Regions from separate parts of the Sus scrofa genome. Here region 1 is linked to region 2. A link is a contact called in public promoter capture Hi-C data. All regions are on one chromosome and are shown on one strand. Each heading gives the region's core, a stretch centred on a gene start, on an enhancer-like site or on the middle of the called end of the contact. The rest is flanking DNA. Distances are from core to core; before and after follow the strand shown.

Evidence for each region. Promoter capture Hi-C pulls out the DNA fragments that hold promoters and counts their contacts.
Region 1: a contact with region 2 is called in a promoter capture Hi-C map of liver, with 3 times the contacts expected there. The contact joins the promoter of PEX14 here to the promoter of APITD1 in region 2. A contact is called at or near these places in 1 of 5 promoter capture datasets (liver) and 3 of 47 Hi-C or Micro-C datasets (liver and skeletal muscle).

Annotation. Positions count from the first base shown.
Region 1 is chr6:70,732,335-70,739,701 of Sscrofa11.1, forward strand. It overlaps PEX14 (peroxisomal membrane protein PEX14), which reads left to right and starts at 5,537. Exons shown (of 9, transcript XM_003127561.3): 1 at 5,537-5,635. The coding sequence starts at 5,600. It overlaps DFFA (DNA fragmentation factor subunit alpha), which reads right to left and starts at 3,930. Exons shown (of 6, transcript XM_003127563.4): 1 at 3,712-3,930; 2 at 1,534-1,695. The coding sequence starts at 3,847.
Region 2 is chr6:70,698,606-70,705,083 of Sscrofa11.1, forward strand. It overlaps APITD1 (apoptosis-inducing, TAF9-like domain 1), which reads left to right and starts at 3,089. Exons shown (of 5, transcript NM_001204935.1): 1 at 3,089-3,173; 2 at 5,460-5,583. The coding sequence starts at 3,120.

The DNA.
Region 1 (7,367 bases), core at 4,287-6,786, 36 kb after region 2:
TACAGGGAGAAAATGCCAGTCCGAGTGGGGCTAACCTGAAGGCTGTTTTCACTTCCTGCCCCAACGCAGACCCTGAGGCTGTCTGCCCAGCCTCTGACCGACCGTTCAGCACTGCTTCACCAGTGGAGGAAGCACTTCTTCTCAGGGGTTCATGGGAAAGCTCATCTCCCTCTAGGCCTTAATTTTTCCCTCTTGTTCCATCTTTACTTTATTTCTCTGGGGAACTGCTCTGTATTCTTTTATGGACAGAAGCCACTTACAGACGATGTATGGCTGTATACCAGGATACCACCACACTTTGCCTTGGGGTAGGTTTTGTGTCGCTGGGTGTGCTGTTTCTTATACACAAATATTCATCCTCACCAGCACTTCTGCGCTTGGAGATGGATCTTATCCTTGACCGGAGGAGCTGTAGCCACTGTTTCCTATCCTTAGGGCCCAAGGACAAAGGTGGCTTGGAGAGCCATTGCTGAAGGGTGATGTCCTCACTTTAGTGGCCTGGGGACTTTCCTCAAGGCACTTCTTCAGCTATTTGATCCTTGCTCATCAATATTAGTTCCCTTTGTACCTTTAGATGATGATGGTGAGAGAAAACGTTTATTGAGACCTTACTGTCTGCCAGGTAAGATCCAGATGCTTTCTGTCAGTGGCTCTCAACTGAGAGTGATGTTGCCCCCCACCCCAAGACATTTGATAACGTCTGGAGGCATTTCTGGTTGTCACAGTTGGGGTGAGGAGATGCTCCTGGTATCTAGTAGGTAAAGGCGGGCGATGCTGCGCAACACCCAACAGTGCACAGGACACCACCCCCACAACAAAGAATTAATTTTCTGTCCCAAATGTCAATGGTATTGTGAGAAAACCTGGTTTGATATGTATTATGTTCTAGTATCCTTACAACCACCCTAGGAGACAGATGCTATTAATTATTGTTTCCATAAGGGGCTGAGGAGTTAAGACAATCTGCTCAAGGTCATCAGGCTAGTAAACGGCAGAGCCAGGACTCAGACCAGACAGTCTGACCCCCTCTGGGGCACTGATCTCTCTGCCTTGCTTCATTTGAGTGCTTGCCTGTGAGTTGTTTGAGAACTGAGCCCGTCTCATTCATCTTCACCCCCCAGAAGACTCAGCACCACTTCCAGCATACAGAAGGTGCTCAGTAAATGCTGGCTGTGTCAGTGCTTCAACAGCTGGCCAAACAGCAACCAGGTACCCATGCAACACGAAGAATTACGATGGATGGTGTATTTTCTATATGGCCAGTATTTTTCTTTTCTTTTCTTTTCTTTTTTCTTTTTGCCTTTTTTAGGGCCACACTCACGGCATAGGGAGGTTCCCAGGCTGCCGGCCTGCACCAGAGCCACAGCAATGCGGGATCCGAGCCACATCTGTGACCTACACCACAGCTCATGGCAACGCTGGATCCTTAATCCACAAAGCAAGGCCAGGGATCGAACCCGCCACCTCATGGTTCCTAGTTGGATTTGTTAACCACTGAGTCATGACGGGAACTCCCTGGCCAGCATTTCTTACCTGAATTGTTGTACGCCCACTTCTCATTACCAGCCAACGCCACGAACTTCGTGTTGGCAGGAAGACACAGGAAGTAATCTTCATCATCCACTATGGTTCCATCCTCTGCCAGGACCAGGGTGACGGGTGCCAGGGACTTATCAATGGCCAGAATGTCACAGGCTGAGAGGAATAAAATATTCGGCAATTGAAAACTATCCACAGGGAAATTATATCTGTCCTTGCACTCTCAATATGTATGCCCCCAGAGCCTAGAAAAATTCCTGGCAGGTAATAATAACTCTAACGACAACCACTACTACTAATACAACACTTACCACCTGCTTGGTACTGTTCTAAGTGCTTTTCATGTACAGCATTTCATCTCCTAACAATCCTATAAGGTACATACTATGGTTATTCCCATTTAACAGATGTTAAACCCAAGGCTCGGAGAGGTTAAGTAACTTGCCCAAGGTCACAGAGCAAAGTGGAAGAGCTGAGGATTAAACCTACACAGTCTGGCTCTTGAAAATATTTTTTTCCTCCACCTCCTCTACACTCACATTAGGAGGCACTGGAGTCAACAAACAACAAACCAAAATCTGATTTGATTCCTTGAGAACAAGCAGTCTTTCATTCATTTCCTCACTGGCCTACTTAAATTCTCCTATGTGTCAAATGCCAAAGAGAAAAAGAAAAAAGAAATTTTTTTTTTTTTGGTGTGTGTGTTTTAAGGCCACACCTGCAGCATATGGAGATTCCCAGGCTAGAGGTCGAACTGGAGCTACAGCTGCTGGCCTGTACCACAGCCACAGCAACTCAGGATCGGACCCACATCTGCAACCTAGACCACAAGTCACAGCAATGTTGGTTGGATCCCCGGTCCACTGAGCAAGGCCAGGGATCGAACCCACATCCTCATGGATCCTAGTTGGGTTTGTTACCACTGAGCCATGATGGGAACTCCAAGAAAATTTTAAAAAAGGGGAAAATACCTTATATTCTCTGCAGTATCTTCCTTTGCAGACTTACTAATCTATAGGAAAGAATAAGAGAAGCAGAGGCAGAAGTGTAGTAGCTTTTCATCTTTATGGGCAAGAAGAGGCTTTGTCCAGGGCAGGGCAGGTCTGTACCATCCCAATAAGGGATGTCAATGCCTAAAAGGTTAATGGGACTAGGGTATCCAGAGAAGGAGCCAAGAGACTACAAAAGTCACTGGGCAATGTTCTACCCCAAAGCAAACTGAACAGCAGGCCTTGTGTAAGCTGAGCTCCAAAAACACAAATGCTTACTTACACAAGCCTCTGTGCCAAGTGTATCCAGTCACTGCACAGAAGGGGCACAAAATTTAAGTACCCTCATGCCAAGAAAAAATATGCAAACACTTAAATGGCAAAAGCCATGTCACTAAAGCATTTACAGTGCTTTGGCTGTTCCGGGGTCTCTGAAAGACTTCTGTCTGCTATCTCCTGGGGCTTGGTGACTCTGGGAGGAAGCACTGACACACGCGTCAACTACCTGACTGGGGAGGACTCACACCTTTAGCCTATGGAATTTATTTGAGTAAACAATTTATTGCTACAGGGTAATAACTTGCATGTCATTTGAATATGCCATCTCCTTGAGAGTCCCAAGAATCCTGTGAAGCAGGGCTGTAAATATACCCACTTTGCCAAAGAGAAAACTGGGGATGGAGGGATGGTCACACATAAGTTCAGGCAGCTAGTAATAGTACACGGCTCAGAATTTGTGAACTCGATCGCTCACAACAAAAGTTCCTTGTCTGGACTTCCCCAATGGTCGGTAGCAGCACAAGTACCTGCCAGAGCTGACGCTGGAAACCCGCCCCCACCCCGACCCTGGCTTAGATGGGGCCTCGTACCATCTTAGGGAATCCAGGGATACACCTGCTCTGAGGCAACTGTCAGAGCACTCCTTTCTTCACGGACCAAACCTGAGTCCGTCTTAATTTGCATACTGCTTCCATCTCCTTTTCCACCATGTGAATCTCACACAAAATAAAGTGCTATAAACGCTTTGAAACTAAGTCGCTATAGCCACGTACCTCATCTCTGTCCCTAGGCCCCACTCAAACTACAAAAAACCCCAAGTCGCTTCTTCTGACCTCGCCTGGCCCCGCCGGTCATCCTCACCCCGCCCGGCCCCCTCATGCCCTCGCCCAGGGCCCGTGCCAACCCTTGTTCCTCAGCTCCTCCAGGGAGGAGGCTGCCACGCCATACTGTTCCCGGCTTTGATTGCGGCTCAGCAGACACTGTTTTAGAGCCCGGATCTCCCCAGGCTCTGGAGCCCTGGGGCCGCCGGCCACTTCCATCCTCTTCAGGGTGGGACCTGACACCCGCCAGGAAGTAGGGGAGGCTGGGCGCCGGAGTCCTTCCCCACCCCCCCACGCTCCCGGGGCATGCCGGGAGATGTAGTTCTCTCTAGGAAATCACGCATAGGACCAAGGCACGCTAGGAGATGTCGTTCCAGTTGCAGCTAATCAAGCTCGGCCCCGCGGGCTTGCCGGGAGCTGTAGTTTCTGGGTTCGTTACTTAGCGCAAGTCAGTCCCGGAGGTATTTATTTTTTTTCTACCTTATGTTTAGGAGTTGAGTTCGGGCGTTCAAAATGAGGCCAATAGGGATTTACTTTACATTATGAAGGACACACACGCATACGCCCTTTAATTGTTAGAGCACTCCTTTCTGCAAATATAGATGCGTGCTATTTTTGCTTACATAAAACAGTGACAATCTTTCTATTGTGTTAATTTGTTTTCCCCTTACAACCTGAAAAGATCTATTAAATGTCCCAACCTTCATGCTGATCTGAAGGAAGTCAGTTACAAAAAGTGACGATGAGTGTAGTTTTCAGTCTTGCTGAAAACATAACAGAGATGCCTAAGAAATTTGCACATTTTCACTCATTCGATTCCCTGCTTCAACTGTGTAAATTGGTTTGGGACTTCGAAACGAAATGCTTAAATAACTAGATTAAAAATTAAGGTCTCAAATAAATCAGAGAGAAGAGGGGAAATGCAAACCACGTCATTGTTTGAAATTTGTCCAGATGCTGTTTGACAGCATAGTTTGTCCTTGTTCTAATACTGCTATTTACAGAGAGGCCTGTGTTTTTCTCCCCTGAAAAACTAACATTTAAGGTTAAAATAATAAAAAAAAAATTATAAAAAATTCCCTTTCTTAAAAGGCGGTAATTTTATATAAACAAGGAATAATTATCAACTCATAGTTTTTCAGGGTCCATCTCTTTAATATTTTGTTTATTAAAGGAAATCAGATATTATCTCACAAGAAAAAGACATTTAAAACAGCCTCCGGTACGAGGAATTGTTAACTGAGGCAACGCTTTTGAATCATTGATCAAAACACAACTGCAATGTGAACTGATTAATAATTCTAATGCATGCCACGCTTTCGTGTAATTTCACAATTAGCTTCAAATTTAACAACTCAACCGCTATAAAGTAATAACGGTTAGTAGAAGCCCCTTGTCTCCAAAAAGCCCCCTCTTCGGAGTTCTCCTAATAGACCTGCACACCGTTATCAGACTCCTATCTCCGATGTTGCAAGTGTGTGTGTGTGTGTGTGTGTGTGTGTGTGTGTGTGTGTGTGTGTGTGTGTTTGGCCTGGACTTGATAGCAGGGTCTGAGTCTTGGATCTTATTTCTAGCGTCTAGCAAAGTGTCTGGCAAATAACAGATACCCAGTAAATGGTACTGAACTGAACTATCAATTAATTTCCAATTTTCTTCACATTCGTTCAGTTATTAAATACTTAGTGCGTCCTTCCATGTATCCATGACACTGTGGGGATGGACAGAGATTTAACTGAATAAGAATAATACACGTATAAGAATGCAAAAAGGACAGACTTCAGTCTTCCTGGAAGGCAGAGACCTAATGGAAATTGTGCGCGGTGACCCAGACACCGGAGTACCCCTCACCTCCCCGGAGTGGCCCCCATCGACAGCTCAGTTCCGGCTACTTTAGTCTGGGCGCGAGAGCGAGAGCGAAGGCTCTTGGGAGGAGCCTCGCCCAGCGGCGATAGATTAGTCAGGCCTCAAAAGATGGCGTCCTCGGAGCAGGCAGAGCAACCGAGCCAGGTAAGGGGAGTGGGATTGCCCCACCGTGATAGGGACCCCGGCTGGAGGGGGCGCTCGGCGGATGGCTGGGAGTCGGGTGGGGACCCTGAGCCTCCGAAGCCAGGGACCCCGACTTCTTGCCCCCTTCTGGGCCCCGCCCCTCCCCAGGTCCTCATCGCTTGGCCCCTCCCCTGGTGACCCCTCTTTGACCACATTCCAGAGGCAGAGCTGGGGCGGGGGTGGTGCCCACGGGCCCCCACTTTCCACCTGCAGGTCTCTCAGGTCACACTTGAGCTTGGCCGGAAAAACGGCGGGACCCTTGAAAGGCCCCCTGGCTTTGAGCTGCGAGGGTCTCTGCTTGAGGAGAGGGGTGAGAGGCTGGATCGGGTCTTTCCCTCCCGGGCAGGGCCTGTCTCCATCAGGGTTCTCACTGCCCCGTAGCCTCAGCCTCCTGAGTGGCCCCGCTGCCAGCCCCTTCGTCTTTAGTCACCTTTGCGCTTCCCCTGCCAACTTGGAGGGTTGGAAATATACTTAGACCCTCTCCGTGCGTTGGTAGGAAGGGGACTCGTTGTAAACAACAGACGCCACCGCTAACGATCCGTCCTTGCTTCCCAGAGCTTGGTTTTCTCGGCCATGGGCTCTAGTTTTTCAGCCACAGATTAAGCCAAATCCCACTCCAGTCAGAGGACCCTCTGCATCAGGAAACGTTTGACTAAAGGCCTCTGAAGGCGTTTGTAGTACAAAGGTGGGCTGGGCTGAGGTGAGGTGGATGAGGGTAAGCGGGTACCTTGCAATTAATGAGTGTGTGTGCACACATACCCAGGACAAGTTAGGATTGTTATGTCGTTTAATGCTCATTACAACCTTTATGAAGAACAGGCTGTTAACCACAATTTTGCAGGGTTTGTAACATGCCCCAAGTCATGTGTCTGATTAAGCCTGGATTTGAAGCTGGATGTGTGCAACTTCACTACATGGAGCCCTACATGTTTAAGTTTAGCTAGGATCAGACAGAGGAGGAAGAAAATGGTGTCAACCTGGACCTCATCACTGTTCTCTCACCTCCTTGAAACACCTGTGGACTTCTCAGCAGCCTATTGTTATTTCACTGCCTTCCTTGGCAGAAGACTAGCACTAGTGTTTCTTACTGTGTTGTTCTTCATGACACGTCTCATTCAGGAATTGCACTTAGAGGAGTTGGGTTTCCCCAGACTGGTTCCAGGTAGCCATGCACATGATTCAGAGAGATGTCTGCATTGTAAAACAGGGCAGATAGCTAGGGCTGAGTCTGGTCTTCTAGAATGGGAAGGATCAAGGTGGCGGAGGAGTAGGCCATGCTCTCACCTTCTCCTGCAAACACATCAAAAAACCCCTATAACTACAGGGAGTTGCCTTCATGGCTCAGTGGTTAAGGAACCCGACTAGGATCCATGAGGATACGGGTTTGATCCCTGGCCTCAGTGGGTTAAGGATCCAGCATTGCCTAGAGCTGTGGTGTAGGTCACAGATGCGGCTTGGATCCCCTGTTGCTGTGGCTATGCCGTAGGCTGGCAGCTGCAGCTCCAACTTGACCTGGAGCCCGGGAACTGCCATATGGCGCAGGTGCGTCCCTAAAAAGCAAACAGAACAAAACAAAAAAACCCACACAACTACAATGTAGATCGATTCGCACAGAATATCTACTGAACGCTGGCAGAACTTAAGCCTCTAAAAAGGGCAAGAAACGCTCCACATAAGTGGGTAGAACAAAAGA
Region 2 (6,478 bases), core at 1,839-4,338:
ATTAAGAATTAAGTTACATTTAAGCTTAAATAAATAATATTAAAAACAAAGGCAGTAATTCCTGTCATGGCTCAGTGGTTAAAGAACCTGACTAGTATCCATGAGGACTCGGGTTCAATCCCTGGCCTCACTCAGTGGGTTAAGGAGCCGGTCTTGCAGTGAGCTGTGGGGTAGGTCGCAGATGAGGCTCGGATCTGGGGTTGTGGTGTAGGCTAGTGGCTGTAGCTCTGATTCAACCCCTAGCCTGGGAACCTCCAAATGCTGCAAGTGCGGCCCTAAAAAGACAAAAAAATAAAAACAAAGGCAGTAAAAGCTCGAATGTCATTACTTAATTATGTCACTGTGATGCACATTTTTCTATTGTCTGGGTTCCTGACATCATGTTCATCTACGGCGTCTGCTCTGGGTGGGCAGTGTCTCGTCTAAGAACGAAGTCGTGCCCCACGGGGTTAAGAGAAGCTGGTGCTTTACCAGAAACCCTTGTGTGTCTCACAGCACAGCGGGTGAGGGACAGCTCGAGAGAAACCCCTCTGCTTCGCAACCTGCCTTTAACGATTAAGCCTGCTTTCCTTGTTTTCCCCCTTTCTCTACCTGCATCCCCTCCAAGCCTCGTGTAGCCTAGGTAATGTGTCACCAGATTTCTTAACCACCCGGTGATAATGCTTCTGATGTCTGGGTCACTATGGTAACAGGGGCTTAAGTTGTTCCCCAGAACTTTGGAGTTTGCTTCTGCCCAGTTCAGACCAGCTAACACCAGTTGGGACCACCGACCCTAAAACTGGGCCTTGGAAGAACCTCCCCTTTCTCCTACCTCCAGCCACCTTTCCCCGCCCTGAGACCACCCCGCTTCTTTATCCCATAAATATCTCAAGCCTTTTGACTTCCAACTTCTCAGGAGGCAGACCTGACATTTGTTCTCCAGTCTCCTTACAAACCCTTTCTCTGCTGCAAACTCCAGCGTGACAGCCTTCGGCCTGTTGCGGGGGCGGGGCCCATAAAGCCGAGTTGTAACAAATGCTGCGTTCAGTCTCCCCCTATCGGTGGCTTGAAATTGGCAATGGCGGAAGGATATACACCTACGAAATTTATAAATCAGGGTTTAAGTCCTTTTTGACTGTTTACTTAAGGAAGCAGGGGCAGGAGAATTAATAATGCAGGTTAAACTTGAAGGTATACTGGGTTTGCAGCCTTTACGTGATAAATAGTGTGACCGAGCCAGTGCCCTGCCGGCTCCCAGGTACACGAGCCTCTGTGTCCTCTCTTGTTTTTAGGGGATAAGCCTCAGCTTCCAAGACCTTCTTTGAGTTCCAAAGACCAGGGAAGGGAGGGGATGCAGATACCTGGGAGGAGCAGTCAAGAGAGAATAGTGCAGCTTTGGGGCAGGGACCGGGTTCCTTCTCTCTTTTTTTTTTGTCTTTTTAGGGCCACACTCACGGCATATGGAGGTTCCCAGGCTGGGGGCTGAACTGGAACTGTAGCCACCAGCCTAGGTCACAGCCACAGCCATGCCAGATCCCAGCCGAGTCTGCGACCTACACCACAGCTCACAGCAACGCTGGATCCTTAATCCACTGAGCAAGGCCAGGGGTGGAACCACCGTCCTCACAGATACTAGTCAGAGCCACAACGGGAACTCCGGCCCTGGTTCCCTCTTAAGGAACATTCATAACAATATCTTTGAGCCTTTCTGCAGAACTAAAACCCTCAACAAATGGAAGAACTACTTGATGAAGCATCTTCATTCTGGGAAGGAGGACTGGCAGGGCCAGTCCTGGGGGCCACTAAACACCTGCTTTGAGACAGTGCAAACTTGCCTCTACCCTGATCCTTATCTGGGGCCCTATTTTCCACTCCCCAAACTATAAAACCACCTCTTAACTCCTTCCAAGAGGGCACAGTCTTGAAGGCATTAGGCTGCTGTGGCCTCCTTTGCCAGGCAAAGCAATAAAATAAAGCTCTCTCTCTTGTCCTGTTTTTTTTTTTTTTTTTTTTTAGGGCTGCACCAGAGGCATATGGAGGTTCCCAGGTTAGGGGTCAAATTGGAGCTACAGCTGCCAGCCTACAGGATCCGAGCCTCATCTGTGACCTACCCCACAGCTCACTGCAAGACCGGATCCTTAACCCAATGAGTGAGGCCAGGGATCGAACCCGAGTCCCCATGGATACTAGTCAGGTTCTTTAACCACTGAGCCATGATGGGAACTCCAAGCTCTCTTTTTCTTCTTCACCCAAAACTCTTTCTCCACGTTTCTATTTGGCAATGGGAAACAGAGGCTGTTTTGGCAACAACAGCACAAGAGTCCAGGAAATACTCTTCCAGTACTTAATACTCTTCCAGTACTTAAACACTATTATTTGATTCAGCAGAGAAGTCCTTTACACGTCATCAAGTTATGAGTGAAGCTCCAAGAGTGAAGCTGAAAAGGAGGGAAATAACTGAATAAAGTCTGAAGGCAGTAAAGATCCAACGTTGAATGCCGTGAGTGCGGCCCGCAAAAGACCAAAAAAAAAAAAAAAAAATCCAACGTTGAGTTTCAGAATTTCACTATTTCATTTTACTTAATTCTGAACATAAAGGAAAATCGGCTAACATTCGGGTCAGAACTATACTCCTCTGTCAACGGCACTGGGGTGAGCCACGGAGTCGCTGAGGGGGCTAGAAATCAAGCATTTATCCATAGACCGATTTTGCAGCACTAAGCTTAGCGACAGAATTATTAAAGCCCACCCTAGATTTTGCAGGGCAAACCGAGGTTACCGCCGCCTGGAATTTCCAATAACGAACTGCAGCATCGTTATTCCCCCGCCCCGCCCCTCCCCTCGTACACACACACACCTTCTTTCTAAGAGTCGGTGCAGACCGTGAACTCGTGCAGACCGTGAACTCGGCACCGAGCGGCGTCCGGGCCCCGGGGAGCTGGCGGGGGCGGGAGCAGACGGGCCGCGAGGCGCCTTTCCCAGAGCCGCCGCCAGGGCGCGCGCGCGAGACGCCCGGCAGCTTCGCGCTTTGGCCCCCCGCGCGGCCCGTCGCCTGGCGCCGCGGCGGGAAAATCGGACCGTGCCTTCACGGCCGCCGCCTTTTTCTGTTCTCGCGCGCCTGCCAGGGTCGGCCCGCTGTGATGATGGAAGAAGAGGAAGGGGCCGAGGAGCAGCAGCGATTCTCTTACCGACAGGTACAGGCGAACGCGGTCCCGGCCGGTCTGGGGGAGGATGGCGTCGAAACATGGGGGAGAAAAAGGCCCTTAGCACGGCCTCACCTTGGCGCGGGCGTCCGGGGAGCGGGGGGCGCGCTCCCGTGGACTCTGCGCGACGTGGGCGCCTGGCGCTGCGCATGCGCTGGCTCGGCAGCCGCGGGGGCTGCTGGGAGGCGGTTTCCATGGTATCGCGGCTCTGAGCGTCGGGGCTGCGGGGCGAGCGGAGGAAGGTTCCCGGGAAGTGCCAGCCGCGCTCCCTGGGTCCCCCTTCTCCGACAGGGCTGTGCGGGGCGCCCGGCACGCAGCACGAGCTCTGAAACGATGGCTCTTGTGACTGGTTCGCTCTCCATCTTGCAATTGAAGAGACGGCCTCAGAGGCTCTTGCAAACCCAGGCCGTCGGGCTCCAGAGCCTATCGGATGTGGGTTCGAATGTCGACCTTGCGGGGGAGGTGGTGTTGACTCTGACCAGTTTTCCTAGATGGAAAGTCGGAGTGATAATAGGACCACCTCTCAGGGTAGTTGCGGGTATTCGGTCCTTTAATTCTCATCGGGAATAAATACCATGTGGCACCGTCGTAAGAACAGCGCTGTAAAGAGGTGAAAACCAAGAGCCAGAGTGGCAAACCTCAGGGAGGATTAACCTGAGAGATGCGGGAATGAGCTCAGTTACGTAGGGGTGCCCTTCGTATTTCAGAAAGAAAATTTCGGAAGCTGTTTACCCGCCCATTCCTTTTACTTTGAAGTTCAAGCCTTCAGAAAAAGTTGCAAGAATAATACAATCAACACCCATAGGCCATTCACCTCCGTTCACCCGTTGTCAAGATTTTGCTGCATTTGCTCCCTTGTCCCCCTTTATTATTTTTTTTTTTTAAATCTCTTTAGGGCCGCACCAGCAGCATGTGGAGGTTCCCAGGCTAGGGGTTGAATTGGAGATGTAGCCGCCGGCCTACACCACAGCCACAGCAACGCGGGATCCGAGCCACATCTGCGACCTACAACCACAGCTCGTGGCAACGACAGATCCTTAACCCACTGAGCGAGGCTAGAGATCGAACCTGCATCCTCATGGATGCTAGTCGGATTCCTTAACCGCTGAGCCACGACCAGAACTCCCCTTGTCTCCTTTTTCTGAAGTTATGTGAGAATTAAATACTCTTAACACTTCACCTTTAATCGTAATACTTGAGCGTTCATTGCCCCTAAACAAGGGTTTACTCTGAATCATCTCTGATCACACTCAGGAAGTTTGATTTTGATAAAATCCTGTTATCTAGTGGCAGTCCATATTCAGTTTTACCCACTTGTCCCCAAAGTGATTTTTTTTTTCCTTTTAGGGTCTTATATCCCTCCCAGGTGGTGGTCTCTTTGTCTCCTCCTACCATAGCTCTCCACTTACCTACTCTTGTGACTTCTGAGACTCAGGAAGGTAGATCCCTGGCTTATCTGCCCGGCCCCTCCTCCACACTCCCATGTTCACAGTTCCTCCTCATCTTTCCTCCACCGTGAACATGTGCTGGTAGAGTCGATGCTGTTCACCTGTCAGCTCTGTCTCCAGCGCAGGTGGAACACGCAGGGCTCAGCAAGTTTGTTGACTGGAGACCGAGCCCTTGGCTTAGCTTGTTTTTTTTTTTTGCTTCTTCTCTTCATGGGAAAGAGGGATGTTTTGCAGCACCTCCAGTGTTGTTGGGGAGCAGTGAGGGCCTGCTGAGGTGGGCTAGCAAACCAGCAAATCAAAGGAGAGTCAGATGTGCCCTCATAAGCCCTTCCCTGTGTTGTCCTGGCCGTTCTTCCTTTGCCGCATGCAGGACTGGGGCTGGCAAGGACTTGAAGCACAGGGACCAGAGGGATCCTTTTGAATTTGCTTGATTAACCCCAGTTGGGGGCGGAGAGGGGCCAGAATCCCCGTCTGTTTTTCCATCGTGTGCCCCAGACACGCGGCACACGTCTTCTTCACCCCGTAGGCGCTTTGCACATCCACATGGAATTTCTGAGTGAAGTCACCCGGACGCCTCCCCAGGACCAGTCTGCCTTTTCTCCCGCTGACCTGCCGTCGTCATTCCTTTACCCGACCGAAATCATAACCATTAACTAGGAAGCACCCCAGAGGCCCCAGTCATTCACTAGCACACTTGAAAAGTTACGCAGCCAGTGTGGAAAGTGCTGAAGGAATCAGAGAGCGGACCCTCTCGTCGGTCTTCGTCTTTTAGGATGGGAAAAGCTCCGATTTGCAGACGTACCCATGAAATGTTTTGGTTTTGCTTCAGAGGCTGAAGGCAGCAGTTCACTACACCGTTGGCTGTCTTTGCGAGGAAGTGGCGTCGGACAAAGACATGCCATTCAGCAAACAAACCATTGCGGCGATTTCGGAGGTGACCTTTCGACAGTGCGGTATGCAGCCTTCCTGTAGATGTGTAGACGCCCCCAGGGGTTGGGGGGGATTCGGGGGGCTGCCCTGGCAGGTCTTCCCCACAGAGCGTGATCATCGCACACCGTTCTTGACATGTTTCTTTTTAAGGGCTGTAAAATTCAGATAGTTTATGGAAAGAACTATTTTTTTTTTTCTATTTCACTAACACAGGGGCATCAGCACCTGTATTTTAGTGTTTTAAACTGCCCGGAACATTAGACAGTAAATTTTTTTATTTCATTGCTGTGTAAACTTTTTTATATCACCCACAGTTTATTTGACAGCTCAGCTTGCAGCGTGGGTATTTGCTTGGCTTCAGAGATGATGAACGTCCTCACAGGCCCTAACTCGTATCAAAATTGAAATTTAAGGGGTGGTTTCTAGGAAGGAGAGGTGTAGCCACAATTACTAGAGGCTTGTAGGGAAGGGCGGAGGGTGCCAGCGAAGACGGGGTCGGCAGGAATGCAACGGCTGCTGACCCCCACCCAGTGATGGAGCTGCATGATAGGCTTCCTCTCACATCTCCCATCCTTTAAAAGGATGTGTTGAGAGTGCCCTTTGTGGTGAAACAGGATTGGCAGCTCTGGAGCACCGGGCAGCAGGTTAGATCCCTGGCCCTGCATAATGAGTTAAGGATCTGGCAGCTGTGGCGTAGGTCGCAACTGCAGCTCAAATCTGATCCCTGGCCCTGGGAACTCCAAGTGCTGTGGGGCGGGCAAAAAAGGAAAAAGAACAAAAAAAGAAGGTTCCCGTTGTGTCACAGTGGAAACAAATCCAACTAGCATCTGTGAGGATGCAAGTTCAATCCCTGGCCTCACTCAATGGGTTAAGGATCCAGCATTGCCGTGAGCTGTGGTGTAGGTGTAGGTCTCAGAC